Regions from separate parts of the Mus musculus genome. Here region 1 is linked to region 2. The links are chromatin contacts, called in public promoter capture Hi-C maps. All regions are on one chromosome and are shown on one strand. The core of a region is the stretch at or near the end of the contact, and the rest is flanking DNA. Distances in the headings are between cores, read along the strand shown. Region 1 holds the start of Slc6a2 (solute carrier family 6 (neurotransmitter transporter, noradrenalin), member 2). Region 2 holds the start of Irx6 (Iroquois homeobox 6).

The links. Capture Hi-C pulls out chosen DNA fragments and counts their contacts.
Region 1: a promoter capture Hi-C map of pancreatic islet shows a contact between it and region 2. The contact joins the promoter of Slc6a2 here to the promoter of Irx6 in region 2. A contact is called at or near these places in 5 of 39 promoter capture datasets (embryonic stem cells, hippocampal neurons, liver and 2 more), 4 of 484 Hi-C or Micro-C datasets (all in embryonic stem cells), 3 of 115 datasets of contacts at active chromatin or transcription factors (all in embryonic stem cells) and 2 of 9 other capture datasets (adipose tissue and pancreatic islet).

Annotation. Positions count from the first base shown.
Region 1 is chr8:92,956,252-92,962,524 of GRCm38.p6, forward strand. Slc6a2 (solute carrier family 6 (neurotransmitter transporter, noradrenalin), member 2) reads left to right here and starts at 4,796. Exons shown (of 14, transcript NM_009209.3): 1 at 4,796-5,270. The coding sequence starts at 4,997.
Region 2 is chr8:92,672,295-92,679,095 of GRCm38.p6, forward strand. Irx6 (Iroquois homeobox 6) reads left to right here and starts at 1,995. Exons shown (of 6, transcript NM_022428.3): 1 at 1,995-2,785; 2 at 3,760-4,008; 3 at 4,649-4,758; 4 at 4,917-5,221; 5 at 5,921-6,523. The coding sequence starts at 2,741.

The sequences.
Region 1 (6,273 bases), core at 3,546-6,045, 290 kb after region 2:
GAACAGCAGCTTATGTATAAGCCAGGTTTGGGTGCCAGGAGCTTTGATTTGCTTGTGGCCAGTTTCAAGTGCTCATTGCCTCTGTTTCATGTGGAGAGGCCCAGAGTGTAGCTGAATCTACAGTGCTGGAACCCAGAGCAGATGATTTAAATGTGGAGGTCAACGAGGGACCAATGGCTGCTCTCCAATGCCAGTGCATGCAGAGGGCCAACTGGGCTTGGAACTCGACAGAGAAGACACCAAAGACTGAGCCACAACGTTCTGGGCAAGAAGCTTTAAGAACCCCAAGGGGTTTTAGTGGGAAGTGGTTGGAGACAGATTTTTAACTCATGAAGGTTTTATATTGGGGAAGGGGGGGGAGACTTGTTAATTCTACTTGTATTTAGAACACAGCTTAAACCAATGATCAATAACCCTGGGCAGACTAGCTTCAGTGAAAGATATTTAATAGTCTAATGGAAAGAGAAGAAAAGATGGGGAGGAAGGGAAAGGAAGGGGGAGAGTGAGGTAGAGCGAGAGAAGGAGGAAGAGAGGGAAGGAGAGAGGAAGCAGGGCAGAGGGGAGAGAGAGAGAGAGCTCTCATACAGGTATGTTCTTTCTCTCCTGCTTTAATTTCTCCTATGATGCCTTAAACATAAAGACTGTTAAAGCACCTCCAGGACTCAGGCCCTTGGATTCTAGATGCACCTCAGCCTAAGCTCTGTTTGTCAAGGCCTGGTGTCTGCAGGAAGATGACCAAAGATGGACTAACAGCCCCAGCGATTGCCTTGCATCCCATGGCCTGTGTCACCAAGTGCCACGGTAAGTGGAAATGACGCCTCCCCAGAGACCATGTTAGCTCTGATAATATTGTAGCCTCTTGCCCACTACTTGCCCTCGGGCCACCTGGTGGGCAGGGCACAGAGCTCGAGAGAAGCCACATGGCCCCAATGGCCCTTAGAACCATGGGCAGGGAGTCTGGGCCGGAGATGGAGGAGACATCTTCTCCTTCGGCTCAGCCCCAGCCTGGTGTCCTTACTGAGTTCCCCAGATGTCTTGGAAGCCACAGGGGGAAGTCTGAGGATTTGCCAATCAGCCTTCTGCTAATATCCATGGAGTAGGGGGATGCTTCTCTTCATCCTGTAACAGACACTTCCAGGACCTGGGCTCTGCTCAGACTCTTCTCTGGCAGCAGACACATACACATCCTAGGTCAGACGGAAAACACTGGGAGAGTCGATCACTGGGAACAAATTTCATGGGTGAGCCTTTTAGCTTTCTCCTCCGTGGGCCAGCTCCAAGGCATATGCTGTGCCCCTGAGGTCCTTACAGGATGACACCAGTTGCTGATTTCACGAGATACTCTTTAACCCACCTTCTCCTGGTCTCACGTCCTTTCCTGTCCTGCTTGCTCAACTCTCTCAAGTCTTCCCAGAAGTTCCCTCCCTCACACATTCTGACCTTTGTTTCAAGTTCTGTGTCTGGATGACTCCAACACTAACTATCCCAGGCAAGGAACATGCTCCCAGTCCCTTCTGTTTTATATGAGTTTGTGCAGTCCCAGCCATGTAGGAGGTTAGATCAGATAGCATCCTTATCCGGCATAGAGGAACTGCACACATAACTAGACCAGGCAAACACACAGAGCCCCATAAAAAGTAGGATCTGACTCTGATGAGCATTGCTTGCTGGGGAAGGTTTCGCCCTGGCCTTGGAGGTTTGAGAGGATGAGCAGGGATTCCTCAGCCAAAAGGATGAGAAAAGCGTATTAAAACCTCAGCAGGACATACGACCATAATATTAATTCTTAAGTATAACTAACCCATGTGCTAAAGAAGAAAGTATATTTTGAAGACTTCTTTTCTTTTATTTTTGTGTATGAATGTTTCGTCTGTATGGATGTCTAAGCACCACATCCATGCCTGTATCTGTGGAAGTCAGAAGAGGAAATGGTAGTTACAGACAGATGTGAGGTGCCATGTGGGTGCTGGGAACCAAATCTGAGTCTCCTCCTCCAAGAGCGGCAAGTACTTATAAGCACTGAGCAATCTTGAAGGAGGAGAAAAGACTTGGGGAAAGCAAGGAGAAAATTAATGGTGATAAAATTAATAGTAATCAAATTAATGGCAATCAATGGACAAACAAAATTTTGTCTGCACTGCTGACCCTGTGTGTGTATTGTCTTGGAGAGTCAGGGGCATCATTTGAAACTGGGAGTTATCTTTTTCCGACAGCCCAAGTATCAAATGCTCATGGTAGAAAAGTGACAGATAAACACCAAGCGTCCTAAAGGAGAAAAGGAGACTATTCTGCATCTATGGTTCATTTAGCCATGCTGTAACATCTGTGGGATTTCAGGTAATGATCTTGGGCTTGAGTTTCAAGAATTTCTTTGGCAACTGGGGATGATTGTGTGGCTGGAAAGATCGGGGAAATGAGGTGAGCAGGAAGGGTAATTGGAGGTCCTCTGGGGTTGCAGAGGGATTGGGGGGCTTTGTAGGCATTTAGGAATAAGATTCCCAGAGATCAAATACCAGCTGAACAGGCATGAAACAGAGCAGGGCACAACAGGTTAGCCAGAGGGATTCTGGTGTCTTTATCCATAATAGGTGGAGGGACCAGAAACTGGGGAACCAGGAGAACTCAGCATCCCTTTCAGCTCTGCTCTGACACCTCCCACATATCAGGCCACTTGAACCTCACAGAGGTCCTGAGATGACCACTCTTGATGAGCGGGAACCTATGGTCTTCAGTTCTCATCCTGAATCTTCAGGTCCACCCTTGGCCTAATCTCCTGTTTCCTGTCATCAGTCCCTAAGAGGTCAGGGTGAACCTCCCATCCTCTCTGTCCCCTCCTCTCCTCTCTGTATCTTCTCCATGGGATACCTGTGTTGCTGGCCCTGTCTGTGAAAATTCTTTAAATACCACCCTGTATCATCTATACATTTAGTCACATGTTCATTTTATATAGTGTTTAGTGAGTTCTACTGCCAGAGACACACAGCTAGAAAAGATAGGCAATGCTTTTGTTCTTCTGGGGTTCAACTGCCATTAAAGGGGAGATGGGGGTTAATTAATAATTAAGTAATAATTAATTGATGAGTTAATTAAGTCAGTGATCTGATAGAGAATGGGGGTGAACTTTAAATGCATGAGTCTGAGAAGGAATATCTTCACTAAGACCTGAGCAACTTTAGACAGAAGCAAGAGCTAATAAGTGCCCCGGGGGGGGGGTAGCTTTGAGCTTGGAATGTTGCAAGTGTGGAGTGACACTGTGGCTAGGCTTTACCTGTCTTCCCATACTGCTTTTGTGTCTTCCCTACATTCCTGCCTGCTGACCTTACTGATTTGGCTTCCCCCAATTTCCTCTTCTGAGGTCACTAAGCTCTCTGCACATGGGAATGAGAACACCTGGGAACTGTCTCCATGGCTCTCCTTGCGGGGTGGATTCAGACACAAGAAGAACTCTCAAGTCCACGCTTAAACACTATAGAACGTACTGTTAAAAATCTGCAGCCCTGCTTTTCCCATCCATTTCCTTACTTTGCTTTACCTGCCTTCGGCCCATACCGCACCAATCTTCTCGCCCAGAATAAGTATTTATTTATGTGTTTCCTGTCTTGCTCCTGTTTCCGGAACCAAACAACGGGCTCTTTGAAGATGTTGTCCACTTGTGGGAAGCTGTAAAGGCGTGATTTGGCGTTAGGGAGGTATTTTTGAGAATGATTATTTATCAGTTCTCAGCCTTATAGATCAGGGTCACAGACTCCAAGAACAGGGTCACAGTCTGGCCGCAAATAGAGCCAGGAATAAAATCTCGGGCTATGACCTTTCCATCAGCAGAGTCCGCCAAACAACACTGCCCCAAAGGCCCAGCCTGCAGGCCACCAGTCACAATCCTTATCTGAAGCACCAAGTTTCCCTGTTGCTGGTGGAGAAAACTCTCACCAAGTAGGTTAAGTGGTCTGGGTGTATGACAACGCTGGTGTCACTGGGGTGGTGGGTACTTCCCCTATCCTTACAACCCCCCTTTGACAGACTTAACCCGAATTCTGGGAATCTGTCCCTCTCTTCATCTGTCCAGAGGTCAGAGCCAGGTGTTTGGGGGAGCTGCCTGCGCTACTTTTGCCAAAAAAGAAAAAAAAAAAAAGTCAGAGATGGTGCTAAGCCAGGTCCCCGCGAGTCCCTGGGAGTCCGGCTCCCGCCACCCCGGAGCCCATGGGAGCTGCGCCCCCGCCTCTGCCAGTCCCGGCCACGCTGTCAGTCTGCATTAGCGCTAACAGGCTCCAGACCGAGCGGGCTGGGCGCGGGGCTAATGCAATAGGCGCGTTACCTGGGGCACAGGCTACATTACCAGGTCGGCCTCCTCCTGGCGCGGCCAGAGCCATCCAGCCCGCGTCCTGCCGGCCACCCCGTGCCCGCAGCGCTCCCAGGGCCCCGCCTGAGTGCCACGCGGCGGAGCCCAGCCGGGGCTGGAGCCCGGGATCCCCGTGCTGTCCGCCACGTGAGTGCGCTCTGCGCGCGGGACCGGTAAGTGTGCGGACCGGCTCCGAGGCACATCGTGAGTGGCTGCACCCTCTAGAGTGTCCCTGAAGGTTCCTAGTGCTGTCGGAGGGCGCCCCCCGGAGCTGGGAGGGCCCTTGAGTCAACTCTGGTCCCTCAGGGCCCGCAGGAAACTTGGCATTTAGGGGAGGGGAGAAAGTGAATGATCCAGGTAGACCTCGGTGGGCTCTTTAGCCCGACCCACAGGGCGGCCCGAGGAGGTCCCCACCTATAAATTCTGTCCCAGTCGGACGCGCGTCACAACTCAGTCTCCAAAAATTCCCAACTCAGGCGCTCCTTTTCTTGGAAGCTGGGAGTCCGCTCAGCCCTAAGATCCTGACGTCTGGGCTCCCCTGGGTGGTCTCAGTTTGTGCAAACGGGCGGCAAGCCTTGTTGACTGCTTTTTCTCCTTTCATACAAGCAGAACTTTGGTGTGTCCCCAGAACCTCCGAAGTCCCTCTCTCCAGCCGCACCCATGCTTCTGGCGCGAATGAATCCGCAGGTGCAGCCGGAGCTCGGCGGGGCGGACCCGCTGCCTGAGCAGCCCCTGAGGCCCTGCAAAACCGCCGATCTACTAGTGGTGAAGGAACGCAACGGAGTCCAGTGCCTCTTGGCGTCCCAGGACAGCGACGCTCAGCCCCGGGAGACTTGGGGCAAGAAGATTGATTTCCTGCTGTCCGTGGTGGGCTTCGCTGTGGACCTGGCCAACGTGTGGCGGTTCCCTTATCTCTGCTACAAGAATGGTGGTGGTGAGCACAGGGTTGGCTGAGGCTTTTGGACTTGGGATGCTGCCTGTTCTTGTGGCGTTGGCTGGGGAGGGAGCAGGGATGCACATGGAGGAGAAGAGGAGACGCAGGAACGAATTTAGTGTGCAGGAAAGAACTCTTAAGAGTACCTAGAAATAGGATTGGAGTGTTCTCCGTTAGGGAAATAGAGGCAGGACCTTGAACAGTAGTAGGCACAGGGGCTCAAGGACAGAATAGAGGGCATCCGGTTGGGTGAGGAATTCAGAGTCAATGCTGCGGTACAGAAAAGGGGAGTAGAGATCAGTAAGTTCTTTAAAGGGTTCCAGAAGAGTTTGGGATAGTCCGGCCGGACACAGGATGATGGTAACTCTAGCACTCAGCCTTGGAACTCAGACACTAGGCTAGATAAAACGAGAGCCCTTGGATCACCAGTGGGCTACAGGAGTAAGTGTACACAGCCTTTGCGAGATCAGGACACTAGATGTCGAGCTGAGCTGGGCCTTGAGGCAGGAGTCCTGGGAGACTGGAGTGTCCTGTTCCGCTTTGCAAGCTCTGGTCAAGTTGTGAAGCCCAGCGCATGCGAACCTAGAAAAGACACCCAGCAGACAGCTCTTTTGTCCTCTTCCTGATGAGCTGTCATTTTACCCATCTGCCCTGGAATGGGATCCCAGAGGTCACATCCAGCACAATGGAAGAAACCTCAAACTCCTTTCTGAAGGGCTTGGAGCCTAGCATGGCCAAAGCACCCCAGCCCCACCATCTTTACTCAGATACAAGTTCAAGAGTGCCCTGCACAGAGCCTAGGGGTGTAAGCTTCTAGAGGAAGGTATTGGCCTGCCCTGGGTCACCCTGCCATGTATTAATTCTGTCTCAGAATTTAAGTCAGTTGGAGGCAGGGGTCTAGGGGCGTGGGAGGCTTGTGCCCTTAGAAACCAAGATGCATGGTTCTTTATTTCTGTGTTCTGTCTGGACACTTGCTTTGGGATAAACATGACTCCGTATTTGT
Region 2 (6,801 bases), core at 745-3,244:
GAAAATGATGTGATGGGCTCAGCTCTTCTTCCCGATTTGTTTTCCCACTAATTTTTGAGTTTCCTTTTCCAAATTCTGTTGGCTCTCTCACATCATAGAGCAAAGACAAGAGGTAGGCCCAGAGCCCCTGCACATAGCATTGACACCCCGGAGGTCTTATAAATCACTGGGAAAATCAATAAATCCTATAAGGTAGTTTCTACTTTGCAATATCACCAAGGGACAGGGCTAATGCTTTTTTTTTTTTTTACACCACCATCCCCATTTGTCTGTCAAAAAAATTTTCCTCTGCTTAGGGAGGAATAAGCAATCAAATTTGCTGAGTAAGTATTTCAACTATCTAATTTTATTACTTTACAATTGACATACCTTCCCTCTGGAAATGTTTGCAATTAATTAATTAGTAGTAATCTTTCCCAAGGGACTAACTTAATGAATCCTTTCCAATTCCCACTTTAAAAAAGAGGGAGAGAGCTTAGCAACATCCAAGCTATAAGGGGGTGATTGCTCCAAAGTGGGTTTTGAGAAATCAAGGGATCTATTTATTACCGTGACTTTTTACCACTACGTCAATCTGGCAACGACTATAATTCTTTTTCTTACAAGGACGCTCCCAGTTTAAAAGCAAGGTTTCACCAAGGTAACCATGGCCTGTGGCAGCAGCTGGATTTGTAGACTCATCTGTGGTTTGTGCCCTCTTTAAGCTCCTTGTCTATTAAACATAAACTGTGAGAGGTGAGCAGATGCTGAGCCTAGAGTGCCATTCTAAAGAGGTCACTGGGTGTGGCTTGCCAAGTCAGAGGCCAGAGGCAAACTTGTGGAGGGACTTCCTGCCTGGGCCCCCAACCTTGCCTCTTTCTCCTGGCAAGAACTGAGAGCTCTCAGTATCCCCTGGATCACACCGTCTCGAGTTTCAATAGAAAAATAAAACATTGTCCCTGAACAAACTCCGGAACCCCTAGAGGAGGTATAGTAAAGATCTAGGACCGTCCAAGACCTGTCAAGTGCACTAGCGCTGTGACAGGGCGACTGAAAGGTAAGGCTTTCTGAATTGCAAACCCCACCTGGTGCCGCAGCAGCGCCACCTAAGACCTTTCATCGCCAGTCTGCAAGCCCCTCCTGATCCTTAGACATGTCTTCGGAATGGTGTCAGCCTGTAAGTGTGCAAAATCTATAGCACTTGCTAACTGGCCACCCCTGTCCGGAAGTCTTGCAAGCAACCCCCTGTTTCCAGAGGCATCGGTGCTTTTTTTTGAAAAGCCAGCGAAGGAGTTTATTACACCATTGGGCCCAGCTGAGTGTCCCTGGCGCTACTCCCTCCGGAGCTCTCCTCTACGGCTCGCCAGCGCCACCCCAAGAGGAGTGCAGAGGTAGCCCTGGGGCCGTGAAGCCTTCGCCCCGCTTTCGGGCTTGGGGCGGACACCGCTGGCGGCACTCGGGAAGGAGCCAAGCCTGGCCTCTGGCGGAGATGGCCCAGACTCTTGGCTGGCAGCCTACAGATGCAAGGGATCAGACTTGGTGCGTGTATGGGAGCTCTCTTACAGAGGCTGCACCTCGATCTGGAGGGGGCGCTCGTCGGTCTAGCCCAGGGCCAGACCTCTGCAGAGACGCCCAAGAGGTCAAGGACCTGGCCAGGGCTGGGATTAGCCAACGATTTGGGGAAACTGAGACCCAAGCCACATCCCCAAGGACACAGATGGGCTGCCCGGGGGGCTTGATCAAAGCTGCTGGAGCTGGTCCAACCCTAAGAGCTCCCGGGACGGAGGGGCCAACAAACTTTGATGCAGAGGAGAGGCGGAGATGGGTTGTAGTTGGAGGCTGGTCCTGCGAGCCCCTGCTCTCCTCCACCTGCTCCGGCTCTGCCTCCTCCCAGCCCTCGCCCACCCCACTCCCCCCACCCCCCACCCCCGCCATCAGACTCCTCAGCTCTCCTCTCCCTCCTTTTTCTCCCCCCTTGCCTGCCTCCCCCAGTTTCCTCTGGGCTCTTCTTTTGTATTCTCTCCTCCCTCGCCGCCCCGCTTGCCTCTTGCCTCCTCGGGGGCCGCAGGGGAGGAGGCGAGCACGCTGCACCCTGGGCCCGCACGGCTCGCCGGGAGGCGTATTTCCCACTTCTCCCGGGGAATTTGGAGAGGGTCTGTGTGCGCGCGCGCGCGTGAGCTGCAGGCGAAAGAGGGTAGGATCTAGCGGCGAGTCGAGGGTCAGGGTCTTTGACGTTTCTCGCCCGTTGCACAAACCTCGCAGAGCAAGAACGAGTGTATCCGAGAGTGCGTGCATGTACACGGGCTGGCTGCCCTTGGCACACTCGGTGGCCCGGGGCCCCGGGGCCCGCGGTCCCCTCTGGCGGCCGGGGATTACCGTGACGTCACGTTGAGCCTCTGGCCACCTTGGACTGGGACACCTCGGGAACCTCACAGCCCGACGCTGCGCTGTACCTCACCTTGCCCCTGCGCGCCTTTGGCACCCTACTCCTTCTTCCTAATTCTGCCGCCGATCCATGGGCCCCTCTGCCTTCTGGAACCCACAGGCCGTAGGGGTGCCTTACCAATCGCAGAACTCGGCAGCCCCTCTGCCTTTGATTCTGCCTCCCGTCTCTCCCCTCCTGCCAACGAACTGGCGGCCAGCTCCTGCAGCCCTGTAAGAAAACCAGACGCTGCGCTGCGCTGCTGGGGTCATCGAATCACAGAGCTGAGCAAGGGACTCGAAAGGAAAGAGGGACTCAAGTCCCTGAAGACGCCCTGCTATGGCCTTTTCACCTTTTGGACACCCGTATGGCAGCACATCCCAGGTGAGTAGAGTTAGGGGGTGGGGGTGGCAGAGGCAGGCTAGAGGGATGCCCAGTAATCCCCGAGCTTCCTCTTCTCCTTGACCCAAGGGAAGTCAGAAAGAGCACGGACCGGGAAATGTGCCACAGCACCCGCTGACATCCTGATGCCAGTCTGAGAGCTTTCACTCTTTGAGTGCCACCTGAAACGCACTCTGTGTGCGAGGTGGGTGGGATCTGAGGGAACTTGTAGTCAGGGTTACCCTTGGACAGATTCGGTGGCCAGGGTACTCTCAGGAGAAAACAAAAGGACTTCAGCGCATTGGCACTGCACTGCTCATTTGTTGACCTCTGCTCCGATCCCAAATCCCACTCTTTTCTAAGCTCTCTACTTCAGCTTCCCTCCAGTTTCCAAACCAGGGCGTTGTGCAGTGGTGAGGCTTTCCTTGGAGAAGTCTGAGAATGCCCATCACTGTTCTCCATTATCTCCAAAATAGTCACACACACACACACACACACACACACACACACACACACACACACACACCCCTCTTGGCACTCAGTGTCAGGTTGACCTTTGACCTGCTGTGGGATCCTGGACCGGTCTACTCTGACCGTGAGTGGATTCCCTTTTAGTACAGTGGGGACAGGAATGACATGTTGGTGATGGTCTTGAAGGCTAACTTTTAATTCTGCCTTTGTAGAATCCCAGAAGGGGGAGAGACAAGGATTTGGTCTTATTTCCAAAGTTCCCCAGGACTGCGGAGCCCTAGCAATGTCCTGGGGGCATCTATAAGAGCAATTTGGGTAAATTGTCATCGAGAAATCCCTATGCCAGTGCTCAGCAGGGAGATTCTGCACCTGGTGGTATTTGGTTAGTAGAACAAGGAATAAAGGCATCAGGCAGCTTCCTTGCATAATCTCCTCTGGCTGCAGCCAGTCGATGGACCCTCTAGATTTTAAACTTTTAATGACTGACTCCTTTCCTGTTCTTGTAGTTTCTGGTGTCTGCAAGTTCCAGTGCCACTTGCTGCGAAACGGCCCCTCGGCCAGTGTCAGATGTGGCCTCAGCCTCCACCTCTGCCTCTACTCTTTGCTGTACACCCTATGACAGTCGGCTGCTGGGCAGTGCTCGGCCAGAGCTGGGAGCTGCCTTGGGCATCTATGGAGCACCCTATGCAGCTGCCCAGAGTTACCCTGGGTACCTGACCTATGGCCCAGAGCCACCCACACTGTGTGGCGCACTGGTAAGTAATGGAATGGGGCCTGGGACTCTTTGGCGAATATTGGGACTTGGGAGTATAGACAATCAGCATAGATGAGCTCTACTGTGACCTTGTCTGGGGACAAGCTAAATGGGACAGACAATGCTGAGGAAACAGCATAGTGAATAAGGACAAATCCTAGTTCAGAGCACTTTGCAGTTTGTAGAACTCCACACTGCTTAGGAAACATTTGTACTTCTTATACTTCATTAAGGTAGGTAAATCAACATGATTCTTGACTTTCAGGTGGGTAGTTGAGGTGCAGAGGTGTTCAAGTAATTTACCCAAATCACAAGCATGCATGCCAAGAGTCAGGGATATTTCTCCCATGATGATGCTGGGGAGGGCTATATGTGGTGAGGGACTCAGAAGCTGCAGCCATTGTGGTACTGATACTCAGTCACTGATTATTCTGTTTCTAGGATTCTACCAAGTACTCTGCCAGTATGACTGCCTTCCTTGCCTCAGTCTTAGTAAGGGAGAAACTGAGGCATAGAAATTAAAAAGCTATGCCCAGCATGGCATAGCAAATTCAAGGGGGTGGTGCTGGGGTATTGATCCCACATGGGTAACTATATCCTTCTCCTGTGTAGTCCTGACTCTTCTTTTCCTCTCCCACCAGAATCCTCAGTATGAGTTCAAGGATGCTGCAGGAAGCTTTGCCCCCAGCCTGACCCAGCCAGGGGCCTACTACCCCTATGAAACAACTCTGGGGCAGTATCAATACGACAGGTGAGAAATTTCGGACAGTGGTAGCTGGCTTCCTTTGGTCATCCCTCATCCCTGTGGATGAAGGGGAAGAAGTGTAACTACATTTCCGGGCCCCTGACCTTTCTGCTGGCCAAGCCTCTGGTTCCCCGCCTGGAATCTGAGCCCCTGTTTGCCCACAGGTATGGCGGAGTGGAATTGAGCAGTGCTGGCCGCAGGAAGAATGCCACAAGGGAGAGCACCAGCGCACTGAAGGCCTGGCTCCACGAGCACCGCAAGAACCCGTACCCCACCAAGGGCGAGAAGATCATGCTGGCCATCATCACCAAGATGACCCTCACCCAGGTGTCCACCTGGTTCGCCAACGCGCGCCGGCGCCTCAAGAAGGAGAACAAGATGACATGGGCGCCCAAGAACAAGGGAGGGGAGGAGAGGAAAGCAGACAGTGGAGAAGACTCTCTGGGATGCCTGAATGGTGACACCAAAGGTACAAACAAGTCACCAGCCCACCTGGTGGGCCTCCTTATGACATTAAACATAAGATCCAAAGCCATCTGTGCTACTACAGATTCTTTTAAAAAAGATGTTCCACCTACCCTTTCCCTGGGTGGCAGTGCAAACCCCAGGGCCTTTGCACTGGTGCCTCACAGGAAATGGGGTACCTCCAGCTCCAATGCTTCTCTCAGAAAGACTCCCCTGCCCCCTTCGGGTTCGGTTTTGCTCAGTTCCCATATTCTGCACTTTGTCCCCGTCTACCCCTCTAGAAGGTCATCTCCCCTGGAAGACGGTTGCTTTACTGCTGTAGTTGCTAAATGTTTCATGTGGAAACGATGCTCTGCACGCGTAAATATTTGCTGGATTAAATACCATGACACCAAGTCATCCGTGGGTGCTGAAGTTGAAAGAAAAACGTCCCTCCTCTTTTTATAACCTAGAGACTCCCAGCAGTGCAAAGTAACCTTCCCTTGGCTTAGCTGGGTCCAGGAGATCTGAGAGGAGGGGCAGGCCGGGCAGTGAGGGCAGTTCTTCCCCTGGGGCAGACAGACAGCCTTGGAGCTTGGGAGAGGGACAGAATGGTGAGAGAATGCTGAAGTGCCGAGCGCATCTTGCTAAAAGCCTCTCTGGGTAGGACTCTGAGTTTCCCTAGGGTGCTAGGCTTTTCTCACTCGCTCTTGGTTTCCTACAGATGCTACTGCCAGCCAGGAAGCCCGGGGGCTGAGGCTGAGTGACCTGGAAGACCTGGAGGAAGAGGAGGAAGAGGAAGAAGCAGAGGAGGAGGCAGCGGTCTCAGCAGCACGCAGGCTGGCGGATTTTCAGAAGAGCACGCAACCCCTGCCTGCTCCCTGCGCCGCCGCCCAGGAGAGATGCTTGGAGAGCAGAGAGTGCGGCCTGGGGCTACCCCGTTTCTCTTTTACTGAGGCCCCACAATCAGGGGAAGCTGACTTCATCACAGCAGAGCCAGGCGGCCCCACGATGATCTTACACTACCCAAGTGGCCACAAACCCCGCATTTGGTCCTTAGCTCACACTGCGGCAGCCAGCGCTGTCGAAAGTGCTCCCTCAACTCCGCCCAGGGCACAAAGTCCAGAGTGCCACATGATTCCCAGACAGCCCAGTTCTATCAGGCGACTCCTGGTACCCAGAGACTCCGAAGGCGAAGAGGATTCTCCTGCAGCCAAAGCTTTTGGAAACTCCACGTTCACCCTGCAGGGGCTGCCACTGAACTGTGCACCATACCCGAGGCGGAGAGAGCCTGAAGTGCGGTTCCAGTACCCATCTGGAGCAGAAGGTAGTAGGACCCCAGCGGCGCTGAGAGTGCTTGTCCAAAAGATATGCACCCATCACCTTCCCCAGATCTAGCAGGAGACTATCCACACATTCTCAATTTCCCTAGAATAACATAGTCTTTGAAAAGATGGGCAGTCTGGCTCTGTGTAACTGTCCTGTAAGTTGCACCAGGCATGCAGGTCCCTCCCCTTGTCCCCTGCCTGTCTGCCCTTTTGTAATGCTCTTGGCTTCTGCTTGGCTGGGAGCAAGCATGTGTTGGAGTTGCTCTGGCTTTGGGAG